Regions from separate parts of the Mus musculus genome. Here region 1 is linked to region 2. A link is a contact called in public HiChIP or PLAC-seq data. All regions are on one chromosome and are shown on one strand. The core of a region is the stretch at or near the end of the contact, and the rest is flanking DNA. Distances in the headings are between cores, read along the strand shown.

Region 1 (6,936 bases), core at 160-2,659, 130 kb before region 2:
ACACTGTTGTTCAAAGGACAACTGAACTGGTTCCCTTCTCTGGGCCTCTTGTCACCCATGAGTTGAGAGAAAGTCCTATCAAAGCTGACAGTTCCTGTTTTCTAATTACATAATAAAGAAGGAAAGTTTAGTAGACACCAAACAAGCCCAGAGCCCTGAGCCCCCACCTGCTAGCTGCATATCCATCAGCACACGCCACCATTTACAGACAACAGACCAACAAGACCAATCAAAACAAGACAAAAAAGACTATCTTGAGTTTAAGGAACAGGATCAATGTGTCTGGATGACCAAACCAACAGACTGTAGACTAGAAAATGGTCAAAATTACAATTACCAAAAAAAGAGAGCTACCTAGGGAGATGTCAATTTTTCAGGGCAAGAAAAACAACCATGATTTACTATTCTGTTTCAACATAAATTAATCTTCGTCAGAGATATTGAACCATTGACCACCTAATTTTTAAATTTTTGTTTTGCCTAATTTGTTTATTTCTGTTTATACCTTCGGTCTCCAGCTCCCAACTTCCTAGCCTTTTGCTCTTTAACCCCAAACAAACCCCTGCATAGCTTCTTCCTCCTGGGTGGGGCAGATGCCACTTAAACTCAGCTAAAGTATCTGACTGATAGTAAACAGGCTTTAGATAATGAGACTCTAGTCATTAAGGTTTTCTGGATTCAACACAGGGCCGGTTACTCCCCAATGGCTCCTGTTAGGCTCCACCCAAGTGTCTAGGGAGTGGCCAGGATTCTCTGGCCACCTTAGCCAGGTTTGAGCGTGGGGGTGGGGGAGGTAGGGTTCTTTGGCTTCACAGAGAAGTGGGCTGCAAATGTGCCCAGGTTGGTTTTGTTGCATTTTCTAGAAAGATGCGAGAAGAACTCTCCAGGGATTGTGGTAGAGCTTCGTGGAACCGGGCCACACAGTGGCAACAGCAGCTGTGGCAACCGCTGGGATAACGGACTTGAGAGAGGCGCCAGGCTGGGCAGGGCAACCTGGCCTTCCCCAGTGTCAGGGAAGCAGAAGGAGGACCCAAGGGACTCAGGGTGGCGTCTCCCTCCATCCAGGGCTGATCTCTGTCCCCGAGGTTGGCAGAGCCCACCCAAGAGTCTAACTCCCACATTCATCCCTGAACTCATCCTCCAGCCTCACCTGGCCGCACCAAGCTAAGCCTTCTTCTAGTCTCAGAAGAGGATGCTGCGGGGCACCTGGATCCGATTTCTCACCCGGTCCCCAGAGAACAAGCCGCAGGAAGGCGGCCCGCGGTCTACACACCTGTCCTGCGGGCTTGTGTCCAGCAGCGGCAGCTCAGGTGTCCGACTGGCCGCTACTTGGTGCCCGGCGTCTCCCCAGAGCGATCCCGCCGGCAGCCGCCCAGCAGCGACTGCTAACTGCGCGTGCGCGAGCGGCCGCGCGGGAGGATGCAGGATGCAGAGGCAGCCCCAGTGCGCAAGCGGCCCGCTCAACCGCCGCTCGGGACCCAGCGGCCGCGCGCCTGGGGGGATGCGGTCCTTCCAACGTCAGTCCCTCTCTGGAGCTCAGGCTGCTGGCTCTGCAGACTGCTCAGTTCTTCGTGTCGCACCTTAATTGGTTCCCGGATGGATGATGAATAGATGGATGGTTTTGGGTTTTTTTGTTTTTCTTTCTCTTGTTTTGTTCTGATGACCTTAAACTTTTTGATCCTCCTTCCCTTCTTCCTGACTTTTGGATTTGCAACGCCACACTGTTATGCAGTAGTGATTGAAGCCCTCTTGGTGGGGTTATGCAAGCTCTGTATCAGTTGATCCACATCTTTTGTTTCCTCAATTTTATCTCAACGTTTTTAAAAGAGTGCCAGGGCAGGTGTGCCAAATTCATACGCTGAAATTTCCCTCTATATTTTTGTGTTTTAGTAGCTGATTGTTCATGGTTATCAACCGGGAAGCTTCCTATTTCACACATGCTCCTGGCTTGCTATTACATTATAAATGAAACTGTACATTTTCATTTTGTCAGTATTAATGTTAATAATTTGCCACAGACACATAATTGGTTTTTTATTAATCTTGAACACTCCTTGAAGGCATTACCTGCTTTTTTCTCTGTATGTTTACAATTCTGTATATTGTTTGTATCGTCTTAATTTGTGTGACCAAACTTTGAGTCTGTGTAAACGTTCTGTTTTCTGTTCATAAATGTTTGAAGTCTGCCCCTTGATTTAGGATCTGTCATTTTTTTGCTTGACTCAACTTTACTGTGGTTTCAATACAGTAATTTTAACTAACTGTCTTCATTCCTTATTAGGCACAAGCAACATTTTTAAAAACTTAACACACCTCCATCCAAGAGTCCATCCTATTTAGGCATAGAGTCTGTTTTATCCAGTCACTGTGTACAGTTACTGTGGTACCCAAATTGTCCTAGGTTTAACTGAAGGAGGTGTGAAGGGTTCTTTGGAAAGTCAGTTGGGTGGTGTTTTGCTGGGACAAACACTTGAAGGAGCATCTTGTTAAAGTGGACATAGGTGTGAAAGGCTACAGCAGACTCGTGAAGGAATGTTACACTGAAGCAGACACAGGAGAGAGGATGTTCTGCTAAAGCAAACATGTGAAAGGACACGTGATAAAGGATTCTTCGCTAATGACATATGTATTGGTGTGCCTTACATTGTGTAGTTGAGCTGTGTCTGTCGGGACTCCATAGAAACACATTAAAGAATTGTTGGTAGTGTGTTGTAGTTTTTGTTGCTTTTGCAGACTTGGGCTGATTGGCAGAGTGATGTCAGCTGAGACAGACGCACATGCTAAGGCAGGACCTGTGGAGGACACGTGATGTTTAGAGGGAGTATAAAAAGGACCCAACTAACAGTGACAGGGGTTGAGCTAGGCTTGCTTATCGAGCTAGCTGTGCAACATTTGTTAGTCACGAGTCTTTGTTGGTCTATGCTTGGTTGAGAGAGGCATAGTCAGAACTTTTCTTGGTGTTCCTCTTGGTCCCTCCTGCTGACTCAAGCCAAGGCTGAGGCCTGGCTGTCTCTGCTAGGTCATGCCACTGCTGTCGCTAACCTGACTCTACTAACCTGGACTGCTGGTGTATCTGTGAAGTGTTTGCGAGTGGATCGAGCTGCCGCTACTGACCTGTGACTTGAACTGTCCATTTCTAGACAGCACAGAAGTTGCTCCAAAGAACCTTTCTGGATAGGTTTATTGCTCCATATCTTTTTTTGTTTTGATTTGTTTTTTTTGTTTGTTTTTGTTTGTTTGTTTGCTTTTTTAAGACAGGGTTTCTCTGTGTAGCCCTGACTGTCCTGGAACTCACTTTGTAGACCAGGCTGGCCTCGAACTCAGAAATCCGTCTGCCTCTGCATCCCAAGTGCTGGGATTAAAGGCATGTGCCACCACACCCAGCTGCCAAAAGCTTTCTTGACCTCATCCCTAGCAATCATAGACTTGTGGAATGTGATTTTTAAAAAGGAGCTTAAATACTCCCCTACTCCTTTCAGCCTGAGGTTCATCCACGTCTGAATCCGAAACTTGCATTTGCTTATTGCTTTGTGGCTTTCCACTGTACTGATGTACAGCTGTTTATAATTCTACTTTTCAAATGGACATTTGTACAGTTTCCAGTTCAGGACTATTGCAAATAAGGATGCTGCAAGCATTTCGAGGACAGAGGTTCTCCCTCCTCTTCAGTAGCTATAAGCAGAATGGATGAGATGCCTGGGGTATCTGTGAAAGAAGATGCTATGTGTTACAATGTGGCTGTGTGATTTTAAGATCCCATCAGCAATATGCAAGAGTTCTTGTTGCTCCACCATTGTTAAGCATGGTTTATCTTTAATCTGAACCTTTTGGGTGGCTGATCAACAGTATCTCAGTTGTTTAAGCACTATGTAGCTGTCTCATACATTACTAAATGTATTTTGTCAGTTGAATTGTCTTGTTGTTGAGGTTTGGTCTTTTGCTGTGTTTTGTAATATTAAGTGCGGTCCCCAAGACCTGGTTGCCCCAGAGATGAGAGAACCTGCTGCATGTAGATGCAGGTAAAGCTCTGGGACCTTACCCCCGAGTTAGCTCTGACTATAAGTAAAGATGCTGACAGCAAATAACACTGGGCAGAGCAGACAGAGATGGGGTTTAGGACTCCCAAACCACGAGAGAGGTGAATGGACGGAGGAAGCATGACGCTGAGGGAGTCAAGAGCAGCCTAGAAGAAACGTAATAATAACAGGGTTATCATTCTCGATAGGAAATAGATTTTTAACAGCAGCCTTGGTGCTGATTAAGGCTTATTGTAAATAATAAAAGTTGTGTGTCTTTTATCCTGGAACAAAATGATCAAAGGTGGGGTAGAAAATCTAGATTGGGATTAAAAATTTCTACAGCATTTTATATTTTCACAAGCATTGTAGGAGAGGAAGTTGATGTCAAAGAAGTACCCATGCACTGCATTATCATCTTTTTTTTTTTCCTCTGCAGGATCATGGATTTCTATGAGGCGCTTCCCCTGAGCTCCATCTCCATCCTCTGTCATGTTTGCATGGAAGACATGCTGAATTTTTCCAAGTATCTTTCCAGCTTCTATAAAAATAACAAAATGCTTTCTGAAACCATTTTATTCAATGTAATAAGTTTCCTAAGAGGTCCATAGGGTTCATACATCCAGGAAATAAACACTGAGACATGATTTGCTGTGGTCTTGATGACGCTTGGACAGTTAATATTGCACCGAGGAATTTTGGATCAGTTAGCATTTGTTGCTCTACTGTGTGTGTGTGTGATCATTATCCAGATTATTATTCTTACAGAACAAAAGAATGTGGAAATGTGCTGTGATCTGAAACAATTTAGAAACAGTGCAGTATAACTGTTGGGGTTTTTTGAAGCTTTGCCTTTCTTGCAGAAATCCCTGGGTTCAATACTCAGTGCCAAGAAATATATGCTGAGGTGATGACCCCAGGTGACCTCAGGGGTTGGTGGGTGTTCTGTGCTCTTTACTTCCCATCAACCTTGTTGTTTTTGTTGTTTTGTTTTTTGTTATATGAAAACTGTCTGGCTTGAGCTAAGTGTTTGGCATTCATTTTGATGAACTATCTTCACACACACACACACACACACACACACACACACACACACACACACCATTTTATCTGGACTTGAGAGAAGTCCAACATCAGCCAAATGAAACTCAGTTCATATAAATGACGTCATCATTAGTGGCACAAGTGTCCACTATCAACAAAGCACCTAAAAATGAATGTCAGTGGCACTTTTAAAATATTTCAGGAGAAATAGCTGCCCAGATTTTAGTGTCAGTCTTTCTTCATTCTTGTCATAATTCAGCCACAGGGTGGAGGTGTTTAAGTTTAATAGAGGGTGTCTGTCCCCTCTATACAAGAATGAAGAGACACTAATTATCACTATTAATATTGATATGTAAATAATGCACATTGCTAGGTACTTCATAGACTCTGCTAAAGCTCAAATCTGGAATGTTCTTGTGAAGATCCACATGCTGCAGGTGTGTGAGGTGCTCCCTGCAGTTGTCAGACAGAGAAGCAAGCCACAGGAAGGGATGAGAAGGAAAACTCAGTGCAGACTGACTTTGTCAACCTGGCTCAGACTTTGGGAGGGGTTTAATTCTAGGCAAACTTATTGTAGGCATAATTAAACACAGTAAAATTTGGATCTGAGTCTTCAGGCAAAAATAATTCCTATAATCATTTCGATTCCAGGTGTACAGTACAATAGGCAAGCATAAGAGAATGATAAGACTAGCTACTAGGGCGAGGCAGTGATGGTACGTGCCTTTAATCCCAGCACTTGGGAGGCAGAGGCAGGCAGATTTCTGAGACCAGGCCAGTATGGTCTACAAAGTGAGTTCCAGGACAGTCAGGGCTACACAGAGAAACCCTGTCTTGAAAAAACAAAACAACAACAACAACAAAAAAACAAAAAACAAAAAAAGAATAGCTAGTAGCTTGTCAAGGAGAGGGGAAAGCCATCCTCAGCCCATCTCTTACTCTCTGCTAATATTTTTGCTGTGAGCAAAATGGATGTGACACGGCCCATCCCACATGAACCTCCATTGACAATTCTTAGCCAGGCAAACACCACCACGCTGTCTCCTGCCACAGCTCTGTCTTTTATGGCTCCTGACAAAAGGTTGTTGGATTCTGCGTTGACAAACATTAACATGCAGTACAGTCATTAGACAAACAGTATGATTTGGGGGTCAATCCTTGTTTCCCTAAAGTTTCCTCAGGTTATAATTCACTCTTCCTCTCAGGCTATCTCATCTTAGCTCTCTTACACTTGCCTACATTCATTGGGCTAGCCATGGAGGCAATGCATTCTGCCACAGCCTCCTATCACGGCCACTAGTTTTTCTTTAAAAACTTAGAAATGGGGAGATGCAGAGGTCATGAGAGTTCTGCACTCACCGAGAAGCACTAGGAGGGAAGAGTCTGGAATAATCCTTCTGGGGAATTGGTGTGAGGTCTGTCCCTACAGACCGCAGAAAGGTCACCAGGTCACAAACCTCTTCCAGCCTCAACTTTCTGGATGGAATGCAGGTATTTGGTTTTCTCTCCTCCATGAGGAGACCCCCCTGCATAATTAACATTCCTGGTTCTTTAGTGTTTCTCTGTGAGTGCAAGGCCCTTGTGTCCACTACAGGTGTGGGCCCAAGCTTGGTGTATGGAAGGTGGTGGATTGTGTTGAAAGGTGGGACCCAGTGGGAAGTCTTCAGATCACTGGGGACCTTCCTGTAGGAGAGACAGTGGGGACCCTTTGTTTTCTTTCTTCCTGGACCTAGTCTGACCAACTTTGCTCTGCCATACATATGCACAGTGGTGTGCTACCTTGCCACAGAGATCTCCTTCCTGCCCTAAAAAAATAGTGCTAGATAAGCATGAATTAGAAGCTCCACATAACCACATTGTAAGTAGATTGTCTCAG
Region 2 (7,334 bases), core at 3,722-6,221:
GAGACTGAACCACCAACCAGAGAGCATGCATGGGACAGACCTAGGCCTTCTGCACAGATGTAACAGCTGTGCAGCTCGGTCTTCATGTGAGACTCCTAACAGCAGGAGCAGAGGCTCTGACTCTGTCGCCTCCCTTTGGATGCCTTCCCCCCAAGTGGGCTGTCTTGTGTAAGTCTCAATAAAAGATCCACCTAGTCTTACTGCACCTTGTTATGCCAAGGCTGGTTGATATATCCATGGGGGGCACTCCCTTTTCTGAGGAGAAAGAAGGGGGAGGAATGAGGGGAGGGGAGGGGCAGGGTGGGGTGGGGGGAGGGAAGGGGAAGTTGAGATTAAGGTGTAAACTAAATAAATACATGAATGGGAACCACCTGCTATCGTATGCCCCTGAAAGGCTACCCTTTCTCTTGAAGATGGCTGTCATGCTTCCAATGAGCTCAACTCAGTTCTGAGACAGGCAAATGACAGTCAAGTCAAGGTCAGCATTCAGGAACTCATGTGAAGTAGCACCTCAGCCTGGCCTTTGAGGAAGAATGGATGATCTAATATCCAAACAGGCAGAGAGATGCTACCAAAGGAAGTGATGTGGACCCAGGTCTTGTGTGCCAGTCAGTGTGCATGTGTGCCAGTCAGTGTGCATGCAGACTCTCCTAGTCCCACTTACCAGGCAAGACGTGCATCTTGTACAGGAGTTTGAGTTTCTCTGTGAGGTCCCCATGGCATGCAGCACCTAGAAATTGAGAAAGAGCCAGTGTGAAATATGTCCTGTGGGTTAGTGTCGCCCCCCAGGCTCAGTGAGCTCTTTTTTATCTATCTATCTATCTATCTATCTATCTATCTATCTATCTATCTATCTATCTATCTATCTATCTATCTATCTATCTATAAGACTCTTGACCCAGGAGGTCTGGCTTCAAATGCTTTGTGCTTCACAACTGTGCACCACAGAAGGGTCCACCTCTCTTTAGCCTCAGTTTCTCCTTTGTGAGGTGAGATTATGACAGAAAAATCTACCAGTAATTGACACTGGGACCCCATGACACATAAAGAACTACATACGTTCGCACATGCAAAGATTTTAAGTATATTAGCTAATAACTATATATATCATCCTAAGACTGGGCCTTAACATCCTAAACAACTACAAAATCAGAAATGTATGAAGAGCACATTTAAGATTAACTCCAAATTCCTTACTTGAGAAATCCTTTCTCAATGCTTTTGAGTTCCCTGAAATATTTTTTTAACTTGTTCTAGCCTTCATTTTAATTTATTCTGCCTTTATAAGGTTTAATTAAAAGAGTCGTGCTTCTCTCCTTAAACTCTGAGCTGCTCCTGGAATCAGAAACATTTTCTGGAAGTATTTACTAAAGTCTCTAACTGAAGATGAGCCAGTTCAGGAAGAGGGAAGAGAGGCCTTGGAATCCTGGTGGAAAGGGACGATATGATTATCCCCGTGGGTTCTTATCTATAGCCTGCATCTATGCTAACATTGAACCAATGCCTCTTGGGACTGTTCTAGAAGAAATGTCTTCTGCATGGGGAAAAAAGGGGAAGCTTTTGGCTGGATAATCTCATTTACACCCTGGGTCTGACCGATGTGAACCACATGCAGCTCTCTCAGCTGGCTCTGACAGCAGGTACTTATTGCTGCCTAAGAAGTGGAGTCTCAGCAAGCTGCTGAGCTTCTGTCCCTTCTGTGTGATGGTTTGAATATGCTTCACTCAGGAAGTGGCACTATTAGGAGGTGTGGCCTTGTTGGAGGAAGTATGTCACTGTAGGGGTGGGCAATGAGACCCTCCTCCTAACCACATGGAAGCCAGTCTTCTAGCAGCCTTCAGGTGAAGATGTAGAACTCTCAGCATCTCCTGAACTATGTCTGCCTGGACCCTGCCATGTTCCTGCCTTGATGATAATGGACTGAACCTCTGAACCTGCAAGCCAGCCCCAATTAAATGCTGTCCTTATAGGAGTTGCCTTGGTCATGGTGTCTGTTCACAGCAGTAAAACCCTAAGCAGGCCATCAGTGGGTAGGCAGATAACCTGTGACCTGAAATGTTGCTGTCACCTCATAAGGCCTGCTCTGAATGTTAACTTCCAGTATGATGGTGCCATTGGCTTTTGAGTAGGTCAGGACAGTGCTGCCATGGAAATTGGAGTCCTTACTGAAGGAACTCACGGGTGGCTGCTTGCTCTTCCACCATGCATCAGTACATGGAGAGAACTGTTCACCACAGAAATGGAATGTGATGTTCTCTTGATCTTGGGCCAGTCATGCTCTAGAACTATGGGAAATTTATTTCTTTTGTGTAAAAATTATTCGGACTAAAAAGCATTTTGTTAGAATAGCTAAAATGGACTGAGACCAGTGATAATTTTTCTCACTCAGTGTGACAGTTACAGCACAAACTATGCCTACGGGCTGTCAGAATTCAAACCTGAAGTTTGTAACTTGTGCCTTAGGGCAAATAAATACATACATAGAAACCACTGCATTAGAGCCTGACATGAAAAATACTGTACAATTGTTCAGTGCCATCATTAGTCCGAAGGGCTGTTTGCATTGTGTATGCATACTTCAAACTCCTCCAGACAAGCCTACCCTAAGTATGTGCACAAGGCTTCACATAACTGTGAGGACAGAATTAACCTAAGAAGACTTTTTCCAAGCAACACACTTCCGGCTTCCTCTGACCTTCTAGACATTTTACCTATAGAGAAAGAGTGCTGTCTGGAGCCATCACTGACTCTAAACCTAGTCTTGCATCATTGCCTGGATATATCACTTCAAGCATAGGATGCAAGCACAACTGGCTACTACTGATGACTGCCAGTGTAATCAGACCTAGAATCACCTAGGCAGATTCTAGACTACGTTCACTGTGGTGGGAAGGCACATCCTAGATATGAGCGCTACCATAACATGGCTTGGGGTCCCAGACTGAACGGAGCTGAGCCTGAGAGCTCCAGCACTGATGTCCCTGCTCTTGACTGCATCCAGTGACCAGGCAGACACTTCATATGCACGCTGCTGATGCTTCCCCGCTGAAATGGACTGTGCCCTCAAACTGTGAGCCAAAAGAAACACTTCCAGCTTAAGCTGCTTAAGTTGTAGGTCATCTTGTTACAGGGATGAGAAAAGGGATGGATGCACAAGATAACAGACAGGCACAATTCCCTCAGAAAAATTCATCCTGACGTCCAGGCACAAGGCTTGCTACACTTCTGACTTCACATCGAGTGGGCCAAGCTCTCTTACCACGCAACAGTTTCTCCATCCCATTATAAATGGAATAAAGGTCCAATCACAGCAGAGAAGTGAGCAAAGCTGGTAGATAGCCAGCATCCTGTACCCTGCTGGTCAGGTGTCTGGTGTGCATGTGTGCGCATATGTGTGCGTGTCCTAGCCAGACGCAGTCCTTGTGAGAGTGTGCACATATCCCACTTATAGACAGTCCTTTAGCCAGGAAACAGACAGCAAAGACTTCCATTTATGCTATGGTTTTCCAGTCTTTAATTAAAATAGATTTGATGTTACTTAGAAATATTATGAAACCATATATTACAAAGGCTTACCTATATGTGATTATTCTATATAGGGTATCTCTTAATTTTTATATTGTTTTGTAAAACAATCCAATCCACCATCTAGCTATTCCTTTTTCCCTGGGAAACCTGTCAGGGTTGACAGGATATGTTAGCATTTTACTGCCATATGCATTCTCTATTCATGTATTTTTTTTAAAAAGCCTACATATTAGTTATTTATGTCTATGGTGTGTGTGTGCATGTGTGTGTGTGTGTGTGTGTGTGTGTGTGTGTGTGTGTGTGTGTGTGTGTGTGTGTATTTGCCACAGTCCTGTGTGAAGGAGGTCAGAGAACACTCTGTGAGAGTTGGCCCTCCCTCTCCACCAGGAAGGTACGGGAACTCAGATCAGACTTGGAAGCAGGCACCTTCACCAGATGAATCTTCTTACAAGCGCCCTGATAACATGTTCTGAACTCATATCAACATCTGTCTCATGGTCGGGCGTGGTGGCGCACGCCTTTAATCCCAGCACTCGGGAGACAGAGGCAGGTGGATTTCTGAGTTCGAGGCCAGCCTGGTCTACAAAGTGAGTTCCAGGACAGCCAGGGCTACACAGAGAAACCCTATCTCAAAACAAACAAACAAACAAACTAACTAACTAAACAACCCACAAAAAAAAACCCCATCTGTCTCATGTGTCAAGTGGGCTGTAGATTACCCATTAATACAGCTATTAACCAGACACAATCTTACAACTAGCATGCAAACCTTGTATGCATTCTTCCTTCCTCTAGACTCAGTGTGGGGACCCTGAGTGCTATCGAGGGGAACCCCAGGTGACACCCCCATTGTCCCCACCCAGCTCATACAAGAATATCGCATCCTTACTCAGCCCAGAGACGAACTCTCGGAAGTTAATCAAGGAGTCTCCATTCTCATCTAACAGCTGGAACAGGCGGGAGGCCAGCACATCGGAGTGTGTGCCACACGCCCAGGGAAAGAGCAGCACGAACATGCCCTTGAACTGCTCAAAGTCGATGCGGTACTGCTCCAGGTAAGGCAGGCTGGGGTCGTGTCGGTCCAGGGCATTGCTGCTCCCACCCCAGTAGCAGCTGGTCAGATGCTCAGCCTGAAAAATGTTGCAAAGTGGTTACTGTCACTCATACAGCCCCAGACCACTGCTGTTACCCTAGGCACAGTGTCCAATCTGCCTGTGTGTGGGCCTCCTACTATACACAGGAGCACCTAGCTTGTGAAACTGTAAGTCTAGAAGATACCATGGTGAGAACGAAGAGCTAGGCTCAGCAGTGGTTTCCTGATGCGGTGGATAGAAATCAGTGTTTCATCAGAAGAGTGCAGGAGCTTGACTTGTGTATCGAGTCAATACACATCTGGCCTCCCTACCAGGGGAGAGAGGAAAAATGACACTGGCGCCCTCTAGTGGTGAAGATGTAGGAGGGCGCATTAGGGAGACCCTTCAGGTCTATGCTCAGTTCCTGTAAGAGCTGTCTACAGGATGTCCATGCTTTCTTCTATGTTTGTTCCTAGATCATCTTTTCACCTGCTCAAAAGAACCACACTGAGATCTGCTGGTGGCTTTTGTTTCTGAGTCATGGTGTCACTCAATCCAGGCTGGCATCACCCTTGAACTGATGTTCCTGCCTCCAACTCCCAAGTACTGTGTTAACTGCCACACTCCAACCCGTGACATTGACCAGAGAAGACAAAAAACTTCTGTAGAAGAATCACATTTAAAACTTATTAGGTTATATTTTTCTTATTAAGGATCCTTATTGATCCTTATTAAGGATCAATACCAATAGTGGCTCAACGAACAAATGGAAACCACAGGAATTTAAGCTCATGATGCCCTTCGCTAGGCGTGTAGACAGTTTTTGTTAGGGTTTGGCTATGAGCCATCCCCACAACAATGCTATATGCTGTTAACTTGGTCCCTGAAGGATGGATCCCATCACTGAGATGTGACTGAGTCACAATTGCCTGGTCTTCCTTCATGAGTGGATTAATCATTTGCTGGCTTTATCGGGGCATGACGGAAACTTCTGGATGTGGAGCCTGGTTGGAGGAAGTGGGTCATATTCTAGAGGACTCTCTCTTGTCTTGGACCTCTCTTAGTGTTTTTCTGTTCCTTGGCTGCCATGCTGTGAAGATTTTCTCCTCCTTTTCCGTGATGTTCTGCATCACCACAGCACTAACAGAACTGGCCACCACCGCCAGGGGACTTGGGAAACAGTGAACTCTAACCACGTCTCCTACATACCATGCTGCTGCTTCTAGCTATACATTTTTTAAAGGGTGATTAGGAGCTTAGTAGGTATAGAAATTTCAGGCAGAATTTGAACTTTGATCACCACTGGTCTATGGAGTTTTAGAACTCAAGATCCCATGTCCTAAGGTCCAAGAAAACTAACTGTACCAGATGGTGAGGAAGAGAGCTAAAATGTCCACTTAAATTAATGCTGAGAGCCAATTTACTCTTCCTACTTAGCAGGACAGCTTTGTTCTCCCGGCTCTGTCTTCCTTCTCATGTATATTGGCGACCCAGGGAAGCCCCAAATCACCGAACAGAAAGATCAAGGACTCACTGAGCGATTACGGCTTCTTTTCATCATATTAAGTTCTTTTCATCCCTCTGAATTTACTTTGAAACTCACCTTGAAAAGAGCGTACAGTTCTTCCAGCTCATCGATGGTGAAGGACGTCTCCGTCACAATGGTCCGTACCTGTAAGGGAGCGCGCAGACTCAAAACATGGCACACCAAGAAAGCCTCTAGGTTCTTTCTCAAATTCTGCCAAGCTGGAGCGGGGGTTGGGGGGGTGGGGGGGGCGGCAGCAGGAGGGTGAGCTGGGAGGGGCAAAGTGAGGTATTCCCCGCCCCTGCCCCGCCCCCGTCCCACCGCCCATCCCTCCCCGCTGCCCTTCACGGGGCTTACCACATTGCGTTTGGTGGTGTCCTCCAGGGTCTGGATCACTTTCAGCCTCTGCTTGAATCGCATCTGCTCAATCAAATCGGCCCGGATAGTTCCAAATTTCTAGAAAGGAGGAATTTTGGTGTTTCTGAAAAAAATGTGCTCAAGCACGCAGGGTCACATGCACAGACTGGTGGAAACACCTGCGGTACAGGACGAACGACTCTGTGACAGTGATGAGAAAGCCATTTAGGGACTGTAAATCAATAATGTAGAGATTGTCCTATACCCAGTGACAGAACTAAATTTCAAAGTCACACGTGTCTTCTTCGAGTGAAAGCCCCTCAAGAAGAAAGCTTGGATCTGAGGCTTGTGGTTAATCACTTACGGGCATGGGGAGCTCTAAGGCTCAGAGAGGAGGAGGTAGGGAGGAACACTTGCCGATCTCCATGCTCCTTTATCCACACGGGCATTGTGTGAGCTGGCTATCTCTCCAAACTCTAACACCTAGCACTGCCTGATGTCTTCCTAACTCAGACAAGAAACCAAATCTTAATATTTATTTCTCCTAAACAGCCCAATTCAGGAGTTGGTAGGAATTGCCACTCCCTAATGACGAGAAGATTCACTCCCACTAAGTCTGCCAAGTTATCGTTTCCTTCTAGCTAAGTCAGTTAAGTCAGTTAGGAGAGAAAAGTTCCCAGGGTGGGGACATCTTCTGATCTGAACAGCAGCTCAGGGAGAGACTGCTCTACAGTGACCACCAGCAAAGGGCTTGCCAGTCAGGGTTGGGGACCCGAGTTCTAATCCCCAGAAGCCATACCAAATCCCTGCCACCCAAAAACCAATAATACCATTACTGGGAAGATGGGAGA

The links. HiChIP or PLAC-seq counts read pairs in DNA pulled down with a chosen protein or histone mark.
Region 1: a contact with region 2 is called in a CTCF HiChIP or PLAC-seq map of stem cell-derived epiblast-like cells, with 3 times the contacts expected there. The contact joins the promoter of Clgn here to the enhancer-like site in region 2. A contact is called at or near these places in 4 of 39 promoter capture datasets (HPC-7-derived erythroid cells, cranial neural crest, embryonic stem cells and 1 more), 1 of 15 datasets of contacts at CTCF or cohesin (stem cell-derived epiblast-like cells), 4 of 484 Hi-C or Micro-C datasets (the C2C12 cell line, embryonic stem cells, induced pluripotent stem cells and 1 more), 5 of 115 datasets of contacts at active chromatin or transcription factors (embryonic stem cells, microglia and stem cell-derived neural progenitor cells) and 1 of 9 other capture datasets (embryonic stem cells).

The regions. Positions count from the first base shown.
Region 1 is chr8:83,384,315-83,391,250 of GRCm38.p6, reverse strand. It overlaps Clgn (calmegin), which reads right to left and starts at 1,409. Exons shown (of 15, transcript NM_009904.4): 1 at 1,151-1,409. Gm32377 (a long non-coding RNA gene) reads left to right here and starts at 1,762. Exons shown (of 5, transcript XR_878991.3): 1 at 1,762-1,840; 2 at 4,456-4,542.
Region 2 is chr8:83,258,243-83,265,576 of GRCm38.p6, reverse strand. Tbc1d9 (TBC1 domain family, member 9) reads right to left here. Exons shown (of 21, transcript NM_001111304.1): 14 at 6,484-6,582; 15 at 6,205-6,273; 16 at 4,418-4,658; 17 at 665-730. Among named protein-coding and RNA genes, the nearest start is that of Ucp1, 28 kb to the left of the region's middle. Within about 2 kb of position 4,971, at least 26 of the 459 cell types and tissues checked have an H3K27ac peak or open chromatin away from gene starts, as enhancers often do. A contact at or near this core is called in stem cell-derived epiblast-like cells, where this site is marked.